Regions from separate parts of the Sus scrofa genome. Here region 1 is linked to region 2. Evidence: chromatin contacts called from public HiChIP or PLAC-seq data. All regions are on one chromosome and are shown on one strand. Each heading gives the region's core, a stretch centred on a gene start, on an enhancer-like site or on the middle of the called end of the contact. The rest is flanking DNA. Distances are from core to core; before and after follow the strand shown. Region 1 overlaps CCDC88C (protein Daple). Region 2 overlaps C7H14orf159 (UPF0317 protein C14orf159 homolog, mitochondrial).

Evidence for each region. HiChIP or PLAC-seq counts read pairs in DNA pulled down with a chosen protein or histone mark.
Region 1: a contact with region 2 is called in an H3K27ac HiChIP or PLAC-seq map of skeletal muscle. The contact joins two enhancer-like sites. A contact is called at or near these places in 1 of 5 promoter capture datasets (liver), 30 of 47 Hi-C or Micro-C datasets (adipose tissue, alveolar macrophages, blood and 16 more) and 2 of 2 datasets of contacts at active chromatin or transcription factors (alveolar macrophages and skeletal muscle).

Annotation. Positions count from the first base shown.
Region 1 is chr7:112,918,425-112,924,816 of Sscrofa11.1, forward strand. It overlaps CCDC88C (protein Daple), which reads right to left. Exons shown (of 31, transcript XM_021100083.1): 29 at 4,165-4,233; 30 at 2,961-3,238; 31 at 1-1,094. The coding sequence ends at 111. Among named protein-coding and RNA genes, the nearest start is that of GPR68, 17 kb to the left of the region's middle. Within about 2 kb of position 3,532, at least 1 of the 83 cell types and tissues checked has an H3K27ac peak or open chromatin away from gene starts, as enhancers often do. A contact at or near this core is called in skeletal muscle, where this site is marked.
Region 2 is chr7:112,835,792-112,842,178 of Sscrofa11.1, forward strand. C7H14orf159 (UPF0317 protein C14orf159 homolog, mitochondrial) reads left to right here. Exons shown (of 20, transcript XM_021100082.1): 7 at 1,836-2,012; 8 at 3,787-3,919; 9 at 4,721-4,958; 10 at 6,380-6,387. Among named protein-coding and RNA genes, the nearest start is that of GPR68, 65 kb to the right of the region's middle. Within about 2 kb of position 4,865, at least 17 of the 83 cell types and tissues checked have an H3K27ac peak or open chromatin away from gene starts, as enhancers often do. A contact at or near this core is called in skeletal muscle, where this site is marked.

The DNA of each region.
Region 1 (6,392 bases), core at 2,282-4,781, 81 kb after region 2:
GAAATGCACGGGAACCCTTTCCTCCTAAAACCCTTTCCTGGCACCACAGGCGCAGGGGGGAAGGTGCGTCAGTAGTTTTTCGGTTCAGGAGCCTCGGGTCCGGGACCAAGTCACACACAGCCGTACTCGTACCACACCGTATTCTGGTCCCCGGGCTCAGGGGACGCTGGCGTGCTCTTGGTGCTGCTCCCACGACTGTAGTCCTCGGGGGCCCGGCTGCCGTGGGGGGCCAGGTCGGGAGGCCTGCTTGAGCCCTTGGCGGGGAGGCCCTCGCTGGGGCCCTGCCCCGGGGCCCCGTCCCCCTCCGAGGGGCTGAGCCCCGTCCGGACAGGGACGATGGCGGCTGCCTCCCCCAGGTGGGAAGGTGCTGGGGGCTTAGTCCTGGCGGCCAGGGCCGCAGCAGGTGGGAAGTGCTGGAGCTGGGAGCTGCTGCTGCCGCTTCCAGCCGCAAGGGCTGGGGCCGTGGCCGACTGCTGCAGGGGAGCCAGCCTCTCTTCCTTCGGGGGGGCCAGGGAGAAGCGCCTCACGTCCAGTGGCCGGCTCCGGGGGCTGGGGCCCTGGCAGGAGCCACCAGCCTTTCCCACAAGTGGGGTCCGCTCCCGGGCCAGGCTGTGGGAGCCGGGGCTCTGCAAGCCGTGGCCACCTGTCTCTCTGCCCCCCGAGGAGTCGGGGCCCCCTGGCTCCTGTTTGCAGGCCTCCGGCCCGCTGGCCCGGAGGAGGTCGGCGGAGGCCAGGCTGAAGGCCCGGCTCAGGGATGCGCTCCGGCTGGCAGGGGCGTGGGCAGCGGGGGGCATGGTGGCCTGCCGGGGCCTGCCCAGGGACAGGCTCTGGGGGGGCTGCACTGGCCTCTGGGGGGCACTGGGCGGGGCCTCGGCCTCAGCAGGTCTGAAGTTTGGCTTCACGTACTGCCCGGGCTTCAGCAGCTTCCCCTCAGAGGTGGCGACGGCCACCTTAACGGTGGGGGCCACAAGGCTGGTGGGCATTCTGGCCCCTTCTTTCCTGGCAGGTGGGCCTGGCTGGCCGCCGATGCCCGAGAGCTCACCGGCCTTTCTGAAGTAGTCGCTCAGCAGGTCATCCCGGCAACTGGGAGCATCCTAGAGAGGAGAGAGGAAGGCCTGAGTGGGAGCCAGGGGTCTGGAGAGCCCCCTTCCACCCAGGGTGACTCTGTGCAGCCTGCAGGGCCAGGACCGAAGCTCCCCGCCCGGCCACTTGAAGGCCTAACATCCCTGCTGCACACAATGCCCCGGTCAGGATGGGGAGGAGGGGAGCGGGGCTGTTCACAGATTACCAGGGAGAGGGCCCCCCCCCCCCCGATTTGACAAGCAAGAAAGTGGATCTAGAGAGAAAATGACTCTGCACAAGTCCCTTCCACGTTATAAAGCAGTCAGGCCAACTGCTGCCCTCTGTTTCCCATCTTTCCGCCAAGCAGAGCAGGTGGCAACGTGCGGACTGGCAGGACTGGACCTTGGGGACGGCCCTCCTCGCTCAGACACACTGCAAAGGCTTTACTGCGGGCCAGAGAGAGCAAGAGGAACCAACCACACTCAGGACCTCACTGGCCCTCAGACCTTTCTCCTGATGGAAGAAAGCAGAGAGGCAGGCACAGGGGCAGGCGGGGGCGGTGGGAACCAGAGAGGCCGACCGTCCAGGAGAACAGGAAGGCGGCTCAGCCCTCTAGACTGTACCCGCTCCAGCGGCTGCCTCCCACCACCCGGCTGCCACCCCAAACCCCGGGAAACTGGTGTCCACCGCTGACCCCCTGGGGACCAAGCTCTAGGAACCTGCTCTGGTAACTCCAGCCTCCTGCCAGCACCTCCCAGCCTGGAGTCAATCGGAGGTTTCTCCAGAGGCTGATGAGGCAACAAGGGGAAGCGAAGCAAGTTCACGCTGGAGATGAAAGTCAGGGGCTGAGAGCTGCTGTAATCAGACCCCAGCCTGCCTCGACCTGTCAGGCTGCAGGATGAGTCAGCAGCTCAGGAACCACCTGCCAACAACTCCTAGTCCCAGAAAACATCTGGATGCTCAACTTGACAGAGGTGCAACCTGCTGTTTCACACTAGCTTGAAGCCACACTCTCGAGTGTGTGGACAGTAAGGTCCTGTGCCATCAATATCGAGATGGACAGGAACCATTTACTGAGAGCTCCCCTCATGCCACTGTGCTAGGAACCAGGGGCGTGGTGGCAGAAAACTCATTTAATTCTGAAAGCAACCTCGAAAAGTTATTTAAGGGTGTATTAAAATAACCTTTAATCGGTAAGAAAACTGAAGTCATGGAGGTCAGACACCTAGAACCTAGGGCTGACACGGGGGGGGGGAGCTGTTTTCTGCACCCTGGCTCTTTTCTGCACACTTCGAACTTCTTTGACACCTACTTGCAGGAGGGCACTCAGGGAGCCCACCTCACTGTCCCCCTCCCCACCGCCCCTTAGCACAGCACTCAGGGAGGGGAGGCCTGCTCGGGAGAGGGTGGGGGTGTCGGGGATGTGGGGATAGTGAGGCTGGGCGCCTTGAGCAAATAGGAGGGGCTGGGGGGCGGCTCTCAGCGGTTCTCAGTCTGTGGCTGCTTTCCCGCTGAAGTGGCAGAGCTGAGGAGTTGCAAGAGAAACCGCCTGGCCTCGGAAGCCTAAAATATTTATTAGCTGGCCCTTTATAGAAAAAACTCGCTGCCTTCTGCTGGTGACAGCTCAGGGGCAGTGGGTACTCAGAGCTCTGATACAAAACCCAGCGTGAGATCCTAACCCTGCAAGTGGCTCCTGGCCAGCAGCGGGTGCACCCCATCCCCGCCCTCCGCACTGGCACCAAGTTCTGCCCGCTGGCTTCACAGGTGGAGAAAATGCCTGGGAGGCCTGGGGATGTGCCAGCCACCGGGTATCCCTCCCCGTCCAAGCAGCCCAGCCCCGAGGCTGCGCCACCCCTGCCCCATCCCTTCCAGTGACTTTGCTGCTACGGGCCACTCACGGGGGATGGGGAGCCCCGGTTGCTCTCCTCCAGGAACTCCTCCAGGGTGACCATCTCGCTACTTGGGGAGGCGGAGCAGGGCCGCACCCCGCCGTGGGGCAGGGCAGCACCCCTCTTCTGGACACCCTCCTGGGGGAGAGGCCCGTTCCGGGGTGGGGGGTACTCATGGCGGCCAAGGGCGGGGCGCCCCGGGGTGCTGGCAGGGACCGTGTCCCTGCTGGGGATCAGGTCTTCACTGCTGAAGCTCTCGGACCTGCGGTGGAGCTGGTCGGAGGAACCTGGGGTCAGGACGGGCGACACAGAGAAACACATGTTAAGCCTTCTCTCCCCGCCTCCCACCTCTGGTGGGCTCACTTAACACACAAAGGACCCCACCCGAGCACCCAGGACGCTCTTCTCCCAGGCTGGGATTTTGGAGGTTCAGGACCCACCCTCCAGTGCTTAGCATTCAGAACAAAATAACTTGAGATAAGGGCGGAAAGCTTTGCTTAAGTTTAAATCAGTAACAGCTGTAAGGCACCGCGCTCATGAGCCTGTCCATTCACACGCGCGGGGGTTGCTGGTTCAGCACCTGCTACAAGCCAGGTGGCCTTTAGAGGCTGGTCATGTGGACGCTAAGAAGTACACAAGTTTTATGGCCTCGGGACGGCAAAGTTCTTTCCAGATTTATTCATTAAGACAGACTGTATTCTGTACCATAAAATGAATTTAAGAGAACATAAAAGAAGCAAAGCCATCTATCCGCTCTGTTCCTGACCACAGGGGAACGAAACTACTTTTCAGTCCCCATTCTAAGGATGAAGTAACTTGGATTCAGAGGATGGGTGACTCGCCCGGGTGCCCAGGGCCTGCCGTGGGGGTGAAGGGATTTGAATCCCAATCCATGTGAACTCTCGGCCTGTACTCATTGAAACTGTGTGATGTGGCCTAGGAACACCAATGAAGAATGCGTGCACGATCCTGATAACTGTATTTTGGGTTTTTTTTTTTTTTTGGCCACGGCTGCAGTATGGGGAAACTGCCGGGCCAGGGATGGAACCCAGGCCACAGCTGTAACCAGAGACACAGCAGTGAAAACACTTAACCCTTGACCCTCTGAGCCACCAGGGAACTCCAGTAATTGTCTTTCTAAAATTACAAATATAAGCTCAGAGCCAAAGATCCACTTACACTGAAAAGTGCCCGGAAGGAAAGGTCAGCTTACCTTTCAGGTTAAGAGGTGAGCTGTCGCTGGATGCATTTCTACTGCTCTCCAAGCTCCCTGGCCTGGACACTGAAAAGAAACATCAACATTTAACCTAAAGGGCAATGACTGAGAAAAATCATGGAACAAAACAACTGTGCTGAAGTTAAGCCAGGTGCCGCCAGGAAGGGCGGCCTGCAGTATTTTTTTAAAATTAGATCTAAGGCTGTAGCTTAAAACAAGTTTGTTCATGATGGAAATCTCATGCAGAACTCAAAAGGTTGACCAAAAAAGAAAGGGGCTGCTCTGGCTAAGCCAAGGGTAGAGGTGTCCAACCCGTCACTGCACAGAGCTTCTGGAACATTCATGAAAACAGTGTGGCTTGGTCAGGGCGGAGCCAGGAAGCGGCAGTATGTGCACGTGTGTGCAGGGAGCAAGTGCCTGGGTGCAGGGAGGCTTGGGTTCCCTGGTCCTGGGAGTGGGAGCTGGACCCTCAGGAGGAGAGGGCACGCTGGCTTTCCCTGGCTGTTTGCTGTCCTCCCACTCATGCGTCTTAAACTCACATCTGCCTCAAAGGGAAAAACTGACCTTTAGGCGAAGAAGCACTGGAGGGAACTAGCCCTCCTGGCTGCCGTGTGCACCCAGGGAGCGTGTCTGCAGCAGCTCAGAGGGTGAGCATCAGGCACAGGAAGGGTGACCCCCGCCCCATGCGAAGGGCAGGTGGTGCCTTCCAGGCCCACCTCTCCCTGTCTCCTCCGCCAGCCCAGCAGCATGGGCCTCACCAGCCCCATATCAGTGTTTGTCCTGCCGGACCAGCAGCCCCTGGGGGACAGGGACTGTGTCCCTGTCATCTCTGCATCCTCCTAGCACACAGCTGGTGTTGGGCTGACTGCACTGGGAACAGGGGACGCACTGCCGACCACCCCCCGCCCCCAAAGCAAGCTTGCTCTTGTTTGACTGGGTCTTTAGGGCACTCGGTTCCCAAGTGCTGGGCGTGTTCTCTGCAAATAGCAGGCATCTGGAAAACGCTTGTTAGCTAACGGGGTTGGGGACGAGCCAAAAAGCACATGGTTTTCGTGTATGGTAAAAAAGCAGAATAAGTCTTCTGAGAAAGGAATAGTTGAAAATTTTAAAAAATGCACATCTCTCTTTAAAAAGGAAATAAATTTCACTAAAAGAAAATCATGATATATAAATCAAAGGGCCCCAAGGCACTTTTATCTAAGTAATGCATCAAAAACTCCTTTCCTGGAGTTCCCACTGTGGCTCAGTGGGTTATGAACCTGACTAGTGTCCTTGAGGATGCGGGTTCGATCCTTGGCCTCGCTCAATGGGTTAAGGATCCCGTGTCCCTGTGAGCTGTAGTGTGTAGGTTGCAGATGAGGCTTGGATCCCACGTTGCTGTGGCTGTTGCAGGCCACCAGCTGTGGGTCTGACTGGACCTCTAGCCTGAGAACCCCCAGATGCCATGGACGCGGCCCTAAAAGGATGAAAAGAAAAAAATCTTTCCCTTCTTTTTCCTAGCTAAGAGAAGCTCAAGGCATCAAAATACTTAAGAAGAAAACCCTTTTGGTCAGCTGACAAGCAGAAAGCCGGCTGCTCAGGTTTAGCAAAGGCTGCAGGCAGGAGATCCCTCCTGCTGTGATGTCTATCATTCAACATCAAGCCAAAAGGGCTCCCTTGTGTCAAACCATTTCATTGCAGAGAGGGTCTTTACGCATCTAAGTTGGAAATCTCTGCGTTTGTATCCTAAATCTTTTTAGACAACAGATAGGGGAGGAGATGATGCCAGCTCCTACACGTAGCACTTCGGAAGGAAACTGAAGCCAATGTAAACTTTCTGAGTTTTTCTTTTTTTAATTATCTTCCTACCCCTTTAGGGTTTTTGTCTTGCAAAAACTTAAAACAACACAAAGCCACTTTTAATTTTTGAGAAGGTTGGTATAATTCCCAGTTTCCCGTTGGCAGAAATGCACAATATGCCTAAATCAAACGGCAAGTGCTTCTAACAATTTCTAAGATGAAATACAGCTCGGAGCTCCCCTGGGCAACTAAAATCCAAGTGAAGACAGTCAGAAATCTTTCCATAATCAATGCTCCCTGTGGGGTCACCAGAACTTCCTGGCATATATAGGAGGGTGCTTTAAAACAAGGGGCGATAAAGCCTCTAGTAGTGGGATGTTTGATAAGAAGTGACTTCCCCGTCACTGGAGGTATGTAAGCAGAAGTCACATGCACAGGCTGCTGGG
Region 2 (6,387 bases), core at 3,615-6,114:
AGGAAGATCCACTGTCCCCCCCAACCCCGTTTCCCCTCCTCCCCCACCCCCCACCCCCACATCCCTCCATCCCCCCACCCCCATGCTGGGAAAAATCTCTGGGGCCACTGAGAAAGTCCAGCCCTGGAAAATCCCACGAGCAGTGCTGTCCACCCACTTCATCACCCAAGCGAGAGAGCTGACTGCACAGGATTGAGCTGTATTTAACATCCAGCTTACGGAGCACGTGGTCCTTCTGCCCCCAGCCTCCTAGCTCAGGCTCACATCCCTCACCTAAACTCCTGTGACCACGACGTCTTAACTGTTCTCCTAGCTCCACTCTGACCCTCTCTTTCTCCGCCCCCCCATCTTCTAGTCGCCCACCGGCGTGACTTTTTCTAACACCGCATCTGCGTGTGTGACCCCCATTTAAAGTTTTCAGGGCCTTCCCGCAGCTTCTACCTTACCTGATATCAGGCCTGTAGTGAGGGGGCCCCTGCTCACGGCCTCCCCAACCCTGGACACTCCAGGTACCTCCCACCCTCTCCCCTGAGAGAAAGCTCCCCAGAACATTCTTCTGTGGTCACTTGTGGACTCGAGGTGCATGAGGGTCCTTCAGAGCGTGTACCAGGGGCCCCAGGTCAGCTCCTTTATATTTTTCACTAGCCCCTCCCACACTGCCGTCTTGGGGGCACCTAGACAGATGGCCCAGTGAGCCTTGGGGCTCCAGGCCTCCATGCTATTCACATGCTGCTCTGCCTTTCTTCCTGGTCCAGCTGGTGAACTCCTATTCATCCTTCAAGACCCGGCTCCAGCGCCTGCCCATTTGTGGGAAAGAATAGATGTCTCCCTTCCCTGAGTCACTCTTTTTTTTTTAAATGATTTTTATGTTTTCCATTATAGTTGGTTTACAGTGTTCTTTTAATTTTCTACTAATTTCTTTTTTTCTTTTTTTTTTTTTTAGTATTCTTGTTTGTTTGTTTGTTTGTTTGTTTTTTTGAGTCACTCTTTTACTTGGTCAGTTAGCCCTCACTGATCTGTACTGCAAGCATCTGATTTCAATGGATGTAGGATTTCAAGCTACTTAGAGGCTGGCCTGTGTCCTCTCCATCACGACACCCTGTCCCCTGGTCTGTGCCTGGCATGGAAGAATAGGTCAGCAAAATGATTTTGGAGTGAATGAAGAACAGGCTTGTAACAAGAGTCTTTTTTTTTTTTTTTTTTTAAATGACTGCACCCACATGTGAAAATTCCATATGAAAATTCCATATGAAAATTCCTGGGCTGGGGCCGGGGACTGAATCCAAGCCCCAGCTCCGACCTATGCACGCTGTGGCAACACAGGATCCTTTAACCCACTGCGAGGGGCAGGGGATCGAACCCACACCTCTGCAGTGACCTAAACCACTGCAGTTGGATTCTTAAGCCACTGCACCACAGCGGGAACTCCAGAACCAAAGTCTTTCCACCCTGCAGAAGAGTCTAAGGAGAAGGAAGGCCTTTCTATTCCTGGCTCTGGGAGCTTCCCTGAGACACGTGCCCTCTGTCCCTTTGATCTGTGGGTGTTGATGGCTGAGAAGGCGCCATTGTTTCTTCTTGCTGGTTTTGGGTTGAGGTTACAGGCCATATAATAGCGTGGAATCAGCATTATATTCATGCTGATTGAATGGTCCCCAGTCTGGCAAGATTTGAAGGATGCTAGCAAGGCCCCCTGCTCAAAACTATATCTCCCTGCCCTGATGCCAGCGCCTGAAATTTCAGCCCCAGCCGTCCTCGTCTCTCTCCCAAGTCCTTTTTAAAAATGCACAGAGTCCATGCTGAGTCTGGGGTCTATGAGCTTTCCCTTATGTTCCCAGGACGGGCTGTCCCCAGTTCTGGAAGTACATGTTCGGCGCCTGCACTGGCAGTCTGACCTCACTGAAGGACGCGGTGGCCTTCCTGCTGGGTGGCAGCTTCTCTCTGAAAGGGGCCTTGGAGAAGGCGGGGCTCTCCAGAGGAGATGCAGCAGCTACAACCACATGGGCGCCTGCAAGGTAGGGACGCAATCCACGGAGATAGAACGACTGGAAAATGCGGGTCCACTTGTATTTTCCCGTGCTGGAGAGAACACTGTCAACCGGAGACAGGAGACCTAAGCTCAGCCACCTTCTGGCTGTGCAACCCGGGACAAGTGGTTGACCTCTCTGAGCTTATTTCCTCATCCGGAAAATGGAACCACCAGCCTCTCCCCTGCCCGCCTCTGGGGCTGCTGTGAGCACCCAGCGTGCCCTCGAGAGGCTCAGTCAAGCCCTTTTGGACCCATCACTGGGCTGTGCAAACCAGACCTGTGCAGAATCGGTCTGGCTCCTTTAACTTAGGGCATCTCAGTGAGATTTTTGAAAAGGTTCCCGGGGAGCGTGTGCCTGGTGGGGTACATGCCCGGGGATTTGTGGCAGAGCCTCGGCCAGGCCATTAGCTGCTGGGTTATGTCTCTTGTCAGGAAAGCTGGGTCATGTCTTGGCCGGAGGCGGCGGCTGTGGTCACAAGTGCAGCGTGGCGGCCTCTCCTGGGACGGGCGCGCTGGGGGGCCGCCTCCCTGCTGTGGCTCCGAGGTTTTAATCCAGCCACAGCCTGTCTGTCGCGAGGAGAGAACCAGATCCCTCCTTCTCTGACCCCTGCCGGGACACTCCTGGGAAGTCTGAGAATTTACTCGGCCGGGTGGAGGGTCAGCCAGTGTCAACAGCCTGGCCCGGGGTTCTTTGGGGACTCAGATTGGTGATTTTGTCTAGGGCTCCGGAACAGTTCTGCAGTCCTGCTTGCTTTGGGCTCCTGCCAGTGGGGCCTGATCTGCCTCTGCTCTGACACAGGCTGCCCACAGTGTGTGCTGCTTTTCGTGTGTGAAGTAGTGTCTGAGGAACCTTCTGGAAGGTGGGGCAGGGCGGGGCAGAACCGCAGGGCAGGGCTGGCCTGGAACACGCCACTGTTTGGGGCAGGTAGGAGCCGGGAGGGCTGGCGGCCCATCGTGTGCAGATGCAGAAATGAGGCTTGAAAGAGAGAGGGACTTGCCACAGTGCCAGAAGCAGCCTGGAAACCAGGGCTCCTGGCTCCCACCTATAAAATGCCTATCAAATTCCCATTGTGGCGCAGTGGCAACAAACCCAACTAGTATCCAAGGGTATGCAGGTTCAATCCCTGCACCCGCCCCCTCAGTGGGTTAAGGATCTGGTGTTGCCATGAGCTGTGGTGTAGGCCGAAGATGCAGCTCAGATCTGGCGTTGCTGTGGCTCTGGCGTTGGCCGGGGGCTACAGCTCCAGTTTGACCCCAGCCTGGGAACCTCCATATGCTGCAGGTGTGGCTTTAAAAAGCAAAATCAATAAATAAATAAAATAAAATAAACGCTGAGAGCGGAGGAGGGGTGACAATTACAGGATATATGATACATGGCACAGAGGTGCCTGGCACTGCCCACAGTAAGTGCTCTGCAGAGCCCTGTGGCCACACCTCGCTGCCCCCCAGGGTTCCCAGATAGCTTCTTCTCAGACACTGGTGCCTCTGCCCACCGGTCCTGGGAGAAATGGCCAGGCAGTGTCTTGGACTCAGCTGGGGGCCCTGGGGAGGTGAGGTGGGCCCTCGGGAGGAGGCCCTCAGCCTCGGGGCGCCCTGCCAGTCTCCTGGGAGCCTCCAGGGCATGTGCCCCTTCCCAAGAGCTGTTATTTGGGCACAAACTGGCAGGCACACCAAGCTTTCATCCTGTGGCTGACAGGGTGCTAACAGCAAGCCCTTCAGGCAGCTGCCAAGACTGTCCCAGCCGATTATCCTCCTGGCAGGTCCTCAGTGTCTCATAAGCCCCGCTACGGGGTCCAGAAACCGTCCAGGGGAGAAAAAACAACACCACCAGTGACAGTCACACGGGTCGTCCTGGGTGGCTTCTCCGGAGGCAGGAGGCATGAGCAGGGCCCAGTGGGGTCTGGGACCCTCTGCCTCTGATTCTCCTAGAGATCCTCGCTTGTGGTTCACAGGCGCCTTGAGGTTTGTGGAGAAAATTCAGAGGGTCCGTGGAATCCACTGGGGAAAAATTTACATTTGAATTTTCATAGCCTCACAGTGAAATTGAGCATTTCCTTCTGGCATGAAGGCAGGGAAGAAGCTGTGACGTGTCAGCAGACCCGGGGACTTCGTGGCTGCCCAAAGAAAGCACAGATGTTTTCATGTCACACTGCGGTCCTTCCTGAAATCTCAAAATTACCCCATATGTCCATCACCGCTTCAAAATTCCAGCGGTGGGCCTGCCATCTTGTTCCTTGAGCTGTTAATGAAGAAACATCACCTAACATGTTCCCCCCATAATTTGATAACTGCATTTCCAGCATGATTGGTTTCTTTTGTAATCCTCTGCATTTCCTTTTGTGCAGTTAAAAATACTCCTTCTAGGGAGTTCCCTTGTGGTGCAGCACATTAGGGCTCTGGCATTGTCACTGCAGCAGCTTGGGTCACTGCTGTGGCATGGGTTCGATCCCTGGCCCAGGAACTTCATATGCTGCAGGTGAGACCGAAGGAAAAAAAAAAAAAGGCAAAAAACTACTACTTCTACACAGGTTTACGGCTGCCCCAGACGACCAGAGGCACCTGCAAAGTTAAGATTCTCAGTTTTAGACCAATAATCCCCAGCAAACATCCTGATCTCTGTCACCTAAAAGTAGAAGCTGCATTTTTATAATAGCTACTTGGACCTCTGTCTTCATTCAGCTGCCTTGAACTCTTGGTGCTCAGGGCTTCGACCTGGGCCGATTCTGTTTTTTAGAAACAAAAACAAAAACACGAAAAGAGTTTTCACTTGATTTCTCGGCAGAGAGCTGGGCCTTGCGCCACATCACTGGCCTTTGCCGCCCCCTGGTGGTCATAGTGAGGCATGTTCCCAAGGACAAGCTGGAAAGGCTGGTGCAGGCCAGTTGCTCAGTGCGGGTGGTGCAAGGACAACCAATTCACATCCATGACCCAGGTCAGGGTCCACTCTCATTCATGATTCTGACAGCTGCATTGGACTTCTTCCCAAGAAGACAGGAACTTGCTATGTTCCTGAGTTCCTCTGACTTGTCTCATCTTTCCCAGGAGCCCTGGGGTGAAGGCCCTGGACAAGACAGATTCCTGCAGCAGTCAGTACCAGGGCTGGGTTTGCAGATGCCCTTCAGTTTTGAAGGTGATGTCCTTGACGGAACTGCTAGCCTCGCCCATTAGCCCCTGTGACACTTGGGGTGAACCCTGGGGTGGGGGAAGCAGGTGGTGGAGGATGTCAGCAGAGCTATTTGTCTTGAGATCTGAAATCATAGCAACCACTAATCTAGGCTATTGTTCAGCAGCATATTTGGGCAGGGGACGGCTTCCTTCCAAGTGTTAACTGGAACTGAAATCCTTTGATCCCCAGTGTATTCACTCAGCCTGACAGTGAGTGAGCAGATCCAAGCGTGGAAGCTGCCCAGGCCTCTTGGAGGCTCTCAGAGGCCTGATGGGAGCTTGGGATTGGGCCTTGGGGGAGAGTCAGGGTTGAGCATAACGGAACATGCTCAGCTGCATAACAAACTTTGACAAAGCCCAGCATTCTGCAAAAATGCAATCAGCACTTGCCACGTTTCATAGAAAGATGGTCCAGGACCACCCAAAGCCGAATGTCTGCTGAGTTTCTTTTTTTTTTTTTTTTTTTGCTATTTCTTGGGCCGCTTCTGCGGCATGTGGAGATTCCCAGGCTAGGGGTCTAATCGGAGCCATAGCCACCAGCCTACGCCAGAGCCACAGCAACGCAGGATCCGAGCCACGTCTGCAACCTACACCACAGCTCACAGCAACGCCGGATCGTTAACCCACTGAGCAAGGGCAGGGACCGAACCCGCAACCTCATGGTTCCTAGTCGGATTTGTTAACCACTGCGCCACAACGGGAACTCCATGAGTTGTTATATCTTTAGTGGGATCGATTGGACCCGATCGATACATTTCTCTCCGCCATCTTCGCGGGTGCGCTGACAGCTGGCCAGGTGCAGGGATGCTGCTGGTGGTCAAACAGAGTTTTTGCCTGGGTTGTGTGACCCAGTCTGTACCAAGATAAACTCAAAATCACTGGCTTTGTCAGCAATCTGTACAATGACGACATTGGGCTAAATGTCCCCAAGTCCCCTCCAGCAATCACACCAGGCGTCTGAGGTTCCATGCTTGGAAACGATGCCACTCAGAATGGAAGTCAGCAAGCATCCTGAGGGGGTTAAAATCCAGATTCTGGGTCTCCTCCCCGTCCTTCTCCAATACAGTTTGCAGCAGGCCTGTGGCTAGAGGTCCTGTTGGAGAAGGAACCACAAACTACTCAGTGTGTTCAAATCAGATGCTACCAGCCAGTGCAGGACCCGGTGGGACTCTCTTTTTCCACCTGCAGAACCATTG